Regions from separate parts of the Sus scrofa genome. Here region 2 is linked to region 1. The links are chromatin contacts, called in public HiChIP or PLAC-seq maps. All regions are on one chromosome and are shown on one strand. The core of a region is the stretch at or near the end of the contact, and the rest is flanking DNA. Distances in the headings are between cores, read along the strand shown. Region 1 overlaps MKRN2 (probable E3 ubiquitin-protein ligase makorin-2). Region 2 overlaps CAND2 (cullin-associated NEDD8-dissociated protein 2).

Region 1 (5,910 bases), core at 849-3,348:
GGAGTATCTTCCCATTTATGTCAACTTCAATTTCTTTCACCACTGTCTTACAGTTTTCAACATACAGATCTTTCACCTTTGTGGTATTCTGGGTACTATATTCTTTTTTATGCAATTTTAAATGAGATTTTCGTAATTCCTCTTTATGGTAATAATCCATTGTTAGTACATGGAAAACCAACTGATTTTTATACATTGATTTTGTATCCTGCACCTTTACTGGAATGTATAGCTGTAATATTTACATACATTAGAACCGTACAAGGTAATGTAATTTTCACCATAACTTGTGTATTTTTTAAAAGGAAAATAAGTTGTTTATATTTACCAACATATTTAATATTACCAGTGCTCTTTCCTCTGTTATGTAATTCCTTCCAGTTGATGTAATTTCTCTTCAGCCTCAAGAATGCCTTTAACATTTTGCTCATTTGCTAATGATGAATTCTTAGTTTTCTTTTTATCAGAAATCACTCCCCTCCCCCATTCTTGAGGGATATTTTTATTGACTAAATCGGTCTTTTGTTTTTGTTTCAATTTCTGGCTCCATTTTCAATGAACAGAATTCTGAAATGATTGGGGGTCTCCCCCCACTTTTCTTTCAGCACTTTGCGAATGTTCCACTGTTATCTGACTTCTCTGGTTTATGGTAAGAAGTCAGTGGTTGTTCAGACGGTAGTGTCATTTTTGAGTCTTTATCTTAGTTTTTAAGAAGTTTGATGTTTTGCCTTGGGAGTGATTTTTCCTATTTAACTGCGTGGTTTTCTTTGAGTTTGTAAGGGAAAATTCTTACCAAATGTAATACCAAAAGTAGGGAAATTCTGGCCATTGTTTCATCAAATATTTTTTCTACCCTGTTTTTTTCTTCTGGGACTCTTAATCACAGGTAATGGACTTTTTTATATTGTTCTGCAAAGTTTGGGGCTCTGTTTTGTGGTGTGTATGTAGTTTGTTTTGTTTTGTTTTCATTCTTTTTCCCCTCTCTTCATCTTCTTGAACACACATATAGTAGCTGCTTTGAAATCCTTGTCATTTGAAGTTGGTCTCTGTTGACTCTTTTTCCCTTTAGAATGGGTAACATTTTACTGATTCTTCATTATGATGAGTCATTTGAGGTTGTGTTCTAGACACTGTAAATGTTACCCAGTAGAAATTCTGGATTTTTTTAGGTACATCTATAAAGGAAGCATTGTTTTATTTTAATAGATAAATTGTTTAGATTCAAACTTGTGGGCAGCAGTTCAAATCTCAGTTTTTTATCCTTTGCAGAGTTGCCATGAGCCTGCTCCACTGATGTGTGTGTGGGTCAGGGGCTGGTTGGGGATTTGGATGAAGTTGATACACAGCATTTCGGTGGGTCCCTCTCAGGCCCTTTTTTTATGGGAGGCGGGGGGTGAGCAGGGGCTGCTTCCTCACTGGTTCATTTCCTCTGTTTCTTTGTTCTTAGAGCCAGAAAAACTTGGCTCTCTCTCCACGGGAGTTTTAGCTACCCTGCGTAGATATTTAACAGGCACCTGCTCTAGGCTAAACGTTTTTGGGTTTGTTTTGTTTTTCTTTTTGCTTTTTAGGGCCACACCCGCAGCATATGGAGGTTCCCAGGCTAGGGGTCTAATCGGAGCCACAGCCGCCGACCTATGCCACAGCCACAGCCACACCAGATCCAAGCCGCGTCTGTGATCTACACCACTGCTCACAGCAATGCCAGCAATGCCAGATCCTTAACCTACTGAGCGGGCCCAGGGATTGAACCCGAAACATCATGGTTCTTAGTCAGATTCATTTACACTGCACCAGGACGGGAACTCTTTTTTTTTTTTTTTTCCCCCTAAAAAAGTTAACCTCTTGCCAATTCCATCCTTCTAAATAATTTAAACCTGCTTCTCTTCATTCTCCAATGCCTGCCTGTCTGTATTTCTAGTTAATCTGTAGGAAGGGTACTAAAAGCATAATTGTATGTCATCTTTTTAAATGGTTTCCTTTAAGTTGCATATTGATTACTAAAGGCTTGATAATTTCTCGTTTCACCATTTTTTTCTCCTGTGGTGTTACTCTGTGTCCACCAGAGGGCAGAAGTGGCGAGGCAGAGGGGTCCAGCCTGGAGAAGGCAGCTCTGCTGTTCTTGTGTAATTGCTGTTTAGGTCTTCCTGGCCTTGGTTTCTGTTGAGGATGGTGTTTTTATGCATTCTGCACACTTTTACAGGGCAATAGGCCAGGCACTTTCAAGCTAAGCACCAGTGGGGAATATAGAGTAAAAATCATTAAGAAATTTCATGGGAAATTGCAAAAAGTAGTTATACAGGTTTTTTGGTGACATATTCCTCATGAGAGACCCATCTAGCGGTGGTAACAAAGAAGGCATTGGGATCCCCCTGGGGGTGTCAGAGAAAGCAGGAGGAGGAGGACCTGAGCCCTGAAACATGATAGCCTGTGTGTCCTGGGGATGGGGGGCCAGGGGAATGACAGATTTTGTTTGTGGAGCAATGGCAGTGGTCCCTGGGGCTGGCAAAGGTGTGTGGAAGGATGTGGGACCTACTGGGACACAGACATGAGTTAAGTCTGATGCGTCCTTGCGCTTCAGCCTAATCGTGGTCTTTAAGAACAGGGTGACATGGAGCTCCTGCTGTGGTGCAGTGGGATCAGCAATGTTTTGGGAGCGCTGGGACGCAGGTTTGATCCCCAGCCCAGCACAGTGGGTGAAGGATCCAGAGTTGCCACGTCTGTGGCTTAGGTCATGCAGGACCTTGGCAGGTGGGCAGCAGAGGATGGTCGATTGGGGAGGTGCTTTGTGACAGAAGTAACAACGGGATATGAAAGCTGAGAACAAAGAGGGAACCCCAGTGAACTGGAGGCTTTTGTCCTTGGTGACCAAATAAGGCTGGGAGGAAAATGATTTGGGGGTGGAGGCTAGAGAATAATGTTTGTATCCTGATGAGTTTGTTAAGTAAAGCCAGTGTCCTGCAGACTGTGGTAAGAACTCACCATTTTGGGTTTTTTTTGTTTTTTGTTTTTTTTTTTTGCCATTTCTTGAGCCGCTCCCATGACATGTGGAGGTTCCCAGGCTAGGGGTGAATTGGAACTGTAGCCGCCGGCCTATGCCGGAGCCACAGCAATGCCAGATCCAAGCTGCATCTGCAACCTGCACCACAGCTCATGGCAACGCCAGATCCTTAACCCACTGAGCCAGGCCAGAGATTGAACCCGCAACCTCATGGTTCCTAGTCGGATTCGTTAACCACTGAGCCATGACGAGAACTCCGAGAACTCACCATTTGAGTGGTCATTTGAAGATCTGCTCAGAACTTTGGGGACCAGGGACCCTGGAAGGTGTCTGGACCACAGACCTGGTGGGAGGGGACAGCTGTTGGGGAGCTTCTCTTTGTGCTGCTGAGGCCTGTCTCAGAGACTCTGCCCACCCTCTTTGCCATCCCCTGCTCTGAGAAAACGGAAAGCACTGGAGTCAAGGAAGCCCCTTCCTTGTCGTCTGCCACTGTGATGTACCCCAGCCCCCCTGGCAGCAGCTGGCCCTGTCTGCTGAGGTTTGGCTTCATTTCTGCACCTTCCCCTCCCAGACACTTTCCACCTTTGAACATCTCTTCCTCTTCGTCTTGGGATCATTTAGGATTGCATCGGTCCTAATTTCATTTTAGCAAGAAGGATGGGAATTCTCAGTTTGGTTCTGAGTTACTTCAGGAGCAGGGGTTCTTCCCATAGGGGTCTGTAGCTAGAATTAAGACAGGGGAAGAAGACCTGTGTGTCTTAAATAAAACACTTCTGAGGGAGGGTTTGTAGCATGTAGTTAAGCAGCTCTGCTCTGGAAGGTGGGGACCAAGGAAAATGAGATGAGGCCTGTGACTTGAAGGCAGCTGCTAAAATTCACTGCTTTCCCCTGAGACTCCTAACTCAAGGCTGTCACCTTGGTGTCACTGCTGAGCAGGAGGAAGGGAAACTTTTCTGGGTGGTGCTCCTTTTGGGACTTTGAGCTGAGGCAAGTAGCTCAGCTTCAGAACCTTGGAGCCCAGACAGCTGGCCCAGAGGAGTGGTCAGACCACTGCCGGTCAAAACACAAGTTAAACTGCCTGTGAGGGAATTAAATTTCCAGCTTGGAAATCAGCATCCAGCTGCTCCGAGCCTCTGTTTCCCTACCGCTAATGTGAGGCTGACCTGGCTCTGGCAGGGATGAGAAAAGCAGTGGTTCACCTAAACCCCAGATTCTCTTACCCATCCTCTTGATCTTTTCTTTCTGCTTTTCAGAAAAAAAGCTTGTAAATACTTTGAGCAAGGCAAAGGGACCTGCCCATTTGGAAGCAAATGCCTTTACCGCCATGCTTACCCTGATGGGCGGCTAGCAGAGCCTGAGAAACCCCGGAAACAGCTCAGTTCTGAAGGCACTGTGAGGGTGAGTTAAGGACCTGGCCATCCGAGTCAGGAACAGCTGCCTGTGGCCATGTCTGGGGACCTCTCCTGGCCCGTTCTCACAGCTTTGGCAGGAAGGTGTGGGGTTGGCAGGTGTGCTGCCTTTGGCAATAACCAGGCCTGTTTGCTTGCTATTTTTGCAGTTCTTTAATTCAGTTCGGCTCTGGGATTTCATCGAGAACCGAGAGAGCCGGCATGTCCCCAGCACTGAAGAGGTTGACATGACAGAGCTCGGGGACCTCTTCATGCACCTGTCTGGAGTGGAGCCGTCAGAACCCTGAAGAGTAGATGGCCGCCCACATCTTGGGCTCCACCGGCCAAGCCTTCCCAAGTCAGGGTTGCAGAGCTTCCTTCACGGTAGCCAGAGGTGGCGTGTCTCTTGGATTTGAATGGGGTTGTACTTAACCTTGGTCTCATTCACAGTTACAGCCATGGGAGGAGTGAAGGATATAAAATAACCTAACAAGTATGTGGAATCACTACTTTGATAGTTGCTAACTTAGTTGCACCTCAAGCTCCTCAGGGGTACCAGCTTAACCAGCCAGGGTTTTACTTGATTGCTTCAAACCAACCTGGCTCCTGTCCTTGAGCTTTAGCTCCCTAGACACAGTCAGCATGCAGCAGATTCAGTTTTCATACCAAAGGATTCTTTAGCCCTTAAAAGGATTCCTGTGTGGTGCATCCCCCTAGAGTATTGAAGTAGTGTGTGGTCAAAAACTTGACTTGTATATTACTTTTCAAGAAACAAAGTGGGTGCTTCACACCTTAGCACAAAACTCTATATTTAGGGCTCTTCAGTGTCCCAGATCAGAGCAGGAGGCTTGTTGCTCTGTTGAGTAAACAAAGTATAAACCTTCTTCCCCATAAGGAGGGCTTTTCCCCATAAGGAGGGCTCTTGAAGTAGCAAGAAGTGCAAGGGGGTCACAATCACAGGAGAACCTTGCACACGTGCCTCCAGGGAAACACGCCCCCCTGGCTCTCAACTGCTGGCTTGTGCCCTGAGGGTGTTCATACCTGAGGGCTCGGTGCCCACATGTGCTCTCCTCTGTAAAACCTAGCTTTGATTTAAAATTTTATAAGAATTCATTAGCACCCAAGAAAAGTTTCTAAGTCTTCACCCAGCAGTGATCCTGCAGAGAACTGTGTACAGATCTTCTGTCACCAGATGTAACTTTAATTGCAGGAGCATAACCTTGTGAGTTAAAACTCAATCCAAGCCTGAATCTATTTTTATAAACAGCTGTAGATAACCAAATATTTTATAAAATGCATTACTTTAAAGTGTGGGTAGAAGAAACTCTACCCACTGAGTTTAGAGTGCTTTTTGCATCATTTTTCTAGTTAACTCTTTAGTGAAGAGTGACAAAGGCTGGATTACATTCATTCCCAGCAGAGGCTCTGGGCCCATTTCCTACTTCTTGAACAAATGGAGTTCAAGCTGTGAACTCAGGATCACTTTAAAAAGAGGAAACAGCCATTAAACCTACATTTAATTTA
Region 2 (6,830 bases), core at 3,452-5,951, 200 kb after region 1:
CAGGACCTGGGTGGAGACCTTTATATGCATCTTATCATTAATCTTAACAAAATCTCTGCCTGGTAGGCATTGTTATCCCTACTGTGAAGATGAGTGGACTGAGGTTAAAGAAATTTGACGTGCCCAAGGTCCCACAGCTTACAGGTGGCCGAGTCAGGGCTAGAACCCACACCTGCTTGACTCTGAAGCCTCTGAGTTTAGTTTGCAGCAGCCAGGGCTACAGGTGCAGGCACAGGCCGGGTGCATCGGGCTGGGGGAGCCTGGGAGAGGGTCTGACCTCACGTCGGTGACCCACCTGGCCCTGCAGGGGCTCACCTGGACCGGCTGGTGCCCTTAGTGGAGGAGTTCTGCAACCTGGACGATGATGAGCTTCGGGAGTCCTGCCTCCAGGCCTTTGAGGCCTTCCTGAGGAAGTAAGTGCAGCGGGGTTGGGGGGTGGGGGTTCTGGAAGTGGGGGCCCCAGGGTTTCTTTGAGAAATTGTGCAGAGAGGTAGGGGCAGGATCCTGGGCTGAAAGCAGTCAGATCTCAGGACTCACCACTGGGCCCCACCCCCTACCATGTCCTGTGGGTCCATCGGAACCTCCCATTTCCACCCCACAGGTGCCCCAAGGAGATGGGCCCTCATGTGCCCAACGTGACCAGCCTCTGCCTTCAGTACATAAAGCACGACCCCAACTATAACTATGACAGTGACGAGGACGAGGAGCAGATGGAGACGGAGGATAGTGAATTCAGTGAGCAAGGTGGGTGCCCAGCTTGTTTTGGGGCTGGTGGGCGAAAATGGGTGCAGCCTTCCTGGGAGTCCCCCAGCCAAAGATGAGGGCCACAGGTTGTACCCCCATCCTCATCCCAGCTTTTCCTCAGGCTCCAGCCCCACCTTCAGAATTCTGGACCCTTCGTGGTCCCCACACACTCTGCTTGCACAGATCACAAGATGATAGTAATTGCTGTTATTTCCTGAGCATCTACTAAGGTCTTAAGCACTCTTTTATTTCATGTTCCTTCCAGTGACCCTAGGAAACCAGGTGCTTGGTATCATCCCCATATTTCAGACAAGGACACTGAGACTTAAGAGATTTGCCCAAGATAACACAGCTAGGAAGAGGCATAGCTGGAACTGGGAGCCATGTCTGCCAGACCCCTCCACCTCTATGCTGCCATCTTTGTACCCATTTTGTTATGGCTTCCAAGAGCCAGTGCTTTAAGCCAGCAGAGTGAAGCTCTAATGGTGGAGTGACTGGCACTGACAGGGGAGAGACGTGCATGGGGGATAGACTTGATGGCTTCTTTCCTTCTGTGACTGTGGTCACATGTGCTGCCCTAAAAAGACCCCCAAAAACAAACAAACAAACAAACAAAGATCTATCAAAGGAGATATCTGCTAAACTGACAAGACACATCTGGGGGCCCATCTACATGGCCCACCATGGCTGGTCCAGATGCAGTCAGTGCTCGAAGAGTCTTGAGTCGTCTACAGGGCAAAGTGGGTAGGAACATGTTAGCCTGAGCCTGTGCCTGGTGGGACACTCCCTCTCCCCCCAAGCCTCCTGTGTGTCTCCTCAGGTGGGTGAGTGGGCCTTGTAGGTCTGACTCAGCTCTGCTATTTCTAGTTTTGTGTCCTCAGGAGCGTCTTTCACCCTCTCTGAGCCTTATTCTTCTCATCTATAAAAGGGGGCTCAAGACACATTCATTCCTGGGGCGAGATGAAGACTTGACCTCTGGCCTCTCTGGGGACCTTGGAAAGTAGAAAGCCACACAGACCCACCTTTTCCTTGTTAGTAGTCCCACTTGGAAGCCAAAATCAGGATCCTTGAGTGGGGAGGTGGAGGGGGCCTAGACCTCTTCTATCCGGATCCCAGTAAATGAAGCATCACACAGCCTGTCCTGAAACCAAAGGATGGGCCTTATGCCCCAAATGGATTAACTAGGTCCATTGAAGGATTTAGCTGTCAGTTTTCTCCCTGGTGTAGTCAAAACAAAGGGTCTGGAGGCAGAGGGAAGACCATAGTTCCACTCCATCTCCTGTGTCCTGGGGTGAGCTACTTCCTGTTGCCTCCTTTCACAATATCATTGTGAGGCTAAAGTGAGGTTGGCCTGGTGCCATCCCTAGCACACAGCAGGTGTCCATTAAATGGTAGGTTAAGTTCCTAACAGTTACAGATAGTGACCATGCGATGCTGTGGCCCCGCCCCCTTCTCACTCCTCCTCCTGGGGTCCCGCCGGGGTGGGCCAGCGGCTCTCCTGCTCAGTGTGCAGGGCTCCACGGGTGTCTGGTTCCCGCCCCAGAGAGTGAGGATGAGTACAGCGATGACGACGACATGAGCTGGAAGGTGCGCCGGGCGGCGGCCAAGTGCCTGGCGGCCTTGATCGGCTCGCGGCCGGACCTGCTGCATGACTTCCACTGCACCCTGGCGCCTGTGCTTATCCGCCGCTTCAAGGAACGCGAGGAGAATGTTAAGGCCGACGTGTTCGGGGCTTACATCGTGCTGCTGCGGCAGACGCGGCCCCCAAAGGGCTGGCTGGAGGGCGTGGAGGAGCCCACCCAGACCGGCAGCAACCTCCACATACTTCGAGGACAGGTGTGCCTGCCTGCCCCTCCTTCCTGCTCCCTCCCGCTCCCAGCCCCTCCCTCCTTCATCTTCCCAGCGTCCCACCCGCCCCCCATCCATCCACTGAAGTGTACCTATGGAGCACCTGCTGTGGGCCCCGCAGTGTGTACTAAGTGCCAGGACACAGCAAGTGAAGTCCCCATCCGGGACAACACTGTCTCAGGGCAGACAGGCAGTAGGGCAGGCAGGGTTCCAGGCCATAGGAAGGAGGTTCAGGTTCACTCTCAGAGCATGGAAGCCGCAGAAGGGGAACTGTGAGGTCCTACTTACATTTGGAAAAGTTCACTCTGGCTGCTGTGTGGGGAATGGATTGTAATGGGCTGGGACCCACAGAAGGCAGCCGCAGCTGTTCAGATAAAAGAGCTTGGTCAAAGTGGGTGGAGAGGAACTTTCAGACTTGAGAGGTAGTTTGGGGTTTGCAGATGCAGGAGGAATGAGAGGCAGGGAGGTACCGTGTGGCTTCTGGGCTCTGTCTAAAGCTTGAAGTGCCATCCCCCGAGATGATGGAGGGGGTGTGTCTAGAGTTCTGGACGTGTACCTCTGAGGTCCCTGTTGGATGCCTGAGTCAAGATGTTGGGTGGGCAGTTAGCACAAGAAGTCTAATGTCAGAGATGTAGATCTGGAAGCCATTGCTGCACTGGAATCCAGAATTTGGGGAATGGATGAGCTCATCCCGGGAGAGAATCTAGCTGGGGAAGGGAAGGGGGCCTTCCTGAGTGTGGGAATGAGAACCACACTGCCTGGCGACTTTGAGCAAGTTCCTTGAACCCTGTGCCTGTTTCTGTACGGCAGGCACAGGAATAGTACCAGCCTCAGAGGGTGAGTGTGGTGCCTGGTACAGAAAGGTGGGATGGAGTGCTTTTCCCCACGGGCCTGTGTCTGAGTAAAGCCCCCAGTAGGTTCCTGGGTGGTCAGTGACCTCCCCCTACCTATCCACAGGTGCCTCTTGTGATCAAGGCCCTTCAGCGGCAGCTTAAAGATCGGAGTATCAGGGCCCGCCAGGGGTGCTTCAGCCTCCTCACCGAGCTGGCGGGTGTCCTCCCGGGCAGCCTGGCAGAACACATGCCCGTGCTGGTAGCAGGTAGGATGGACCGGAACCAGTGTCAGCTCTTCTGGGCCTCTTCCAAAATCCCTAGTCCCCGAGGGTACCCCTGTTCAGCAACCTACAGTGACTCCTACTGCCAACAGTGAGAACAGGTCTGGGGTGCAGGCCCTACTTCCTGGTTTCAAGTGGCTTTCCTGGCCTGTGTTCTCAGCCCTGACCTCTCAGCATCTGCTGCATAAGAGCCCCAGTGCCTGGGTCCAGCTCAGGTGCCTGTGGGTATTCCACGCCTGCATCCAGGGAGGGCTGAGCTGGGTCAGGATCTATGGCCCCGTCACCTCTACACCCACCCCACAGGCATCGTCTTCTCACTGGCGGACCGCTCCAGCTCCTCCACCATCCGGATGGATGCCCTGGCCTTCCTGCAGGGGCTGCTGGGCACGGAGCCGGCTGAGGCTTTCCACACCCACCTGCCCACTCTCCTGCCACCTGTGATGGCCTGCGTGGCTGACCCTTTCTACAAGATCGCAGCTGAGGCCCTGCTAGTACTCCAGGAGCTGGTGAAGGCCCTGTGGCCATTGGACAGGCCTCGGACGCTGGACCCGGAGCCCTACATTGGAGAGATGTCTGCAGCCACCTTGGCCCGGCTTCGTGCTACCGACCTGGACCAGGAGGTGAAGGAGCGGGCCATCTCCTGCATGGGCCACCTTGTGGGCCACCTGGGTGACCGGCTTGGGGATGACCTGGAGCCGTCACTGTTGCTCCTCCTGGACCGTCTGCGGAATGAGATCACCCGGCTTTCCGCCGTCAAGGCGCTGACGCTGGTGGCTGTGTCCCCGCTGCGGATTGACCTGCAGCTCATCCTGGCTGAGGCGTTGCCCATCCTGGCCTCGTTCCTGCGCAAGAACCAGCGGGCGCTGCGGCTGGCCACCCTGGCAGCCCTGGATGCCCTGGCCCGGAGCCAGGGCCTCAGCCTCCCACCCCCCGCTGTGCGGACCGTGTTGGCTGAGCTGCCTGCCCTGGTCAGTGAGAGCGACATGCATGTGGCCCAGCTGGCTGTGGACTTCCTCGCCACTGTGACCCATGCCCAGCCAGCCTCATTGGCCGAGGTCAGTGGTCCTGTGCTCTCTGAGTTGCTGCGGTTGCTACGCTCACCCCTGCTGCCGGCTGGTGTGCTGGCAGCCGCCGAAGGCTTCCTGCAGGCTCTGGTAGGGACGCGGCCACCGTGCGTGAACTACGCAGAACTCATCAGCCTGCTCACTGCACCTGTTTACAACCAACCCGTGGACAGCGGGCCTGGCCTGCACAAGCAGGTGTTCCACTCGCTGGCACGGTGTGTGGCAGCCCTTGCAGCAGCCTGTCCCCAGGAGGCAGCAGGCACAGCCAAGCGCCTGGTCTGTGATGCCAGGTCACCCAGCTCCAGCACGGGGGTCAAGGTCCTGGCGTTCCTGTCGCTGGCTGAGGTGGGCCAGGTGGCTGGGCCGGGACCCCAGCGGGAGCTGAAGGCAGTGCTGCTAGAAGCCTTGGGCTCGCCCAGCGAGGACGTGAGGGCAGCCGCCTCCTATGCGCTGGGCCGCGTGGGTGCAGGGAACCTGCCCGACTTCCTTCCCTTTCTGCTGGGGCAGATCGAGGCTGAGCCCCGGCGGCAGTACCTGCTGCTGCACTCGCTCCGGGAGGCCCTGGGCGCTGCCCCACCTGACAGCCTGAAGCCCTACGCTGAGGACATCTGGGCCTTGCTGTTCCAGCGCTGCGAGGGTGCTGAAGAGGGCACCCGGGGGGTGGTAGCCGAGTGCATCGGAAAGCTCGTCCTTGTGAACCCTCCGTTCCTTCTGCCCCGGTTCCGGAAGCAACTTGCTGCAGGTAGGGGCATGGGATGGGCAGAGGCAGTCCAGGCTGGAGGTAGGTGGTGTGCCCACGTGGCTCATACCAGGTGAGCTTGTTCAGGTGATGGGGCTAAGAATCACGCACGGTGTCAATAAGATTAAAGGCAGAAGAGCTGTTAAAAACAGCGTTTCCTGAGACAAAGGCTTCTTCCTGTGGGACCCTCTGTGATAGAGGGGACAGAATCCTTGGTTTGTCCCTCCAACAGGAAAACTTTTCATGATGCCACTTCTATAATCCTTGGTGCGGACAGCAGCCTCACGCTCCAGGGGAAGCTTAGTAACAGCGGTTCTCTGAGAGGCCAGAATTGGCTGCCTGCAGCCTGCAGCCTGCAGCTCTCTCTTGGCTGTCTTGCACCCAGAGCAAATGTAAATGTAGACTGGGAGTGGATACCAGGCCTGGGCAGACATGGTTGCAGGGGCAGGTTTTATGTTGTGGAGTCAGGATGTTCCAAAGCTTAGGGAGGAGGAAGAGGCCATGGACTCTGAGAATGAAAAGCCTCAAGCTGGTGGGCTGGAATCCCTGAGGTCAGAGGTGTGTCTTTGACAAAATGCAGGCAAAGTGCTTGGGTAGGGGGTGGTAGCTAATTAGTACTGGTTAGTAACTGCTGTTGTTGCTGTGTCAGTGGTTGGGCTAAGCCCTCACTGGGTTGCTGGTATGCCCTCAGCAGTGTGTGGACAGGACAGCCAGGCTGAGGATGTCACCTGTTACACCGCTCAGGGCTCCTCACGTGAACCCTGGGAGGCGAGTTCAGGATGAGGGGCTGCCCAGCTCTGATTTGTTTAGGCCCCTTGCCCACTGCTGAACCAGCTAACCAGTCATATTTCCTTGTGACTGCCAGTTGCTGGGACGCTTAGAGCCCAGTCAGCAGCCTGCTTCTAGCAAGTTCCTGGGGCTTCCTAGTTGCCTCTCCCTGTACACCCCTCACTCTAGTCTCATCTCATTTCCTGGCCTGTATTTGTCCTTGGCCTCATTTTTCTTATTCACTTAATCCTATTCTCCCTGTATTATCTTCATCATCCACCCTGAGCCAGACAAGGTGGAAAGAGAAAGAGGGAAAAACCACACGGCTGAAGTCAATAACTCACTCACTCATGCTCCGGCATCAAGTTGTAAACTTCGGGAGTTCCCGTAGCGGTGCAGTGGAAATGAATCCGACTAGGAACCATGACGTTGTGGGTTCGATCCCTGGCCTCGCTCAGTGGGTTAAGGATCCGGCGTTGCCGTGAGCTCTGGTGTAGGTCACAGACGCGGCTCGGATCTGGTGTTGTTGTAGCTATGGTATAGACCAGCAGCA

The links. HiChIP or PLAC-seq counts read pairs in DNA pulled down with a chosen protein or histone mark.
Region 2: an H3K27ac HiChIP or PLAC-seq map of skeletal muscle shows a contact between it and region 1, with 3 times the contacts expected there. The contact joins two enhancer-like sites. A contact is called at or near these places in 1 of 47 Hi-C or Micro-C datasets (embryonic fibroblasts) and 1 of 2 datasets of contacts at active chromatin or transcription factors (skeletal muscle).

What each region holds. Positions count from the first base shown.
Region 1 is chr13:68,575,238-68,581,147 of Sscrofa11.1, forward strand. MKRN2 (probable E3 ubiquitin-protein ligase makorin-2) reads left to right here. Exons shown (of 8, transcript XM_021069355.1): 7 at 4,252-4,396; 8 at 4,557-5,910. The coding sequence ends at 4,694. RAF1 (RAF proto-oncogene serine/threonine-protein kinase) reads right to left here. Exons shown (of 17, transcript XM_021069350.1): 17 at 5,891-5,910. Among named protein-coding and RNA genes, the nearest start is that of MKRN2, 32 kb to the left of the region's middle. Within about 2 kb of position 2,099, at least 4 of the 83 cell types and tissues checked have an H3K27ac peak or open chromatin away from gene starts, as enhancers often do. A contact at or near this core is called in skeletal muscle, where this site is marked.
Region 2 is chr13:68,771,325-68,778,154 of Sscrofa11.1, forward strand. It overlaps CAND2 (cullin-associated NEDD8-dissociated protein 2), which reads left to right. Exons shown (of 15, transcript XM_021069357.1): 6 at 308-413; 7 at 602-744; 8 at 2,288-2,580; 9 at 3,550-3,691; 10 at 4,010-5,512. Among named protein-coding and RNA genes, the nearest start is that of CAND2, 16 kb to the left of the region's middle. Within about 2 kb of position 4,702, at least 2 of the 83 cell types and tissues checked have an H3K27ac peak or open chromatin away from gene starts, as enhancers often do. A contact at or near this core is called in skeletal muscle, where this site is marked.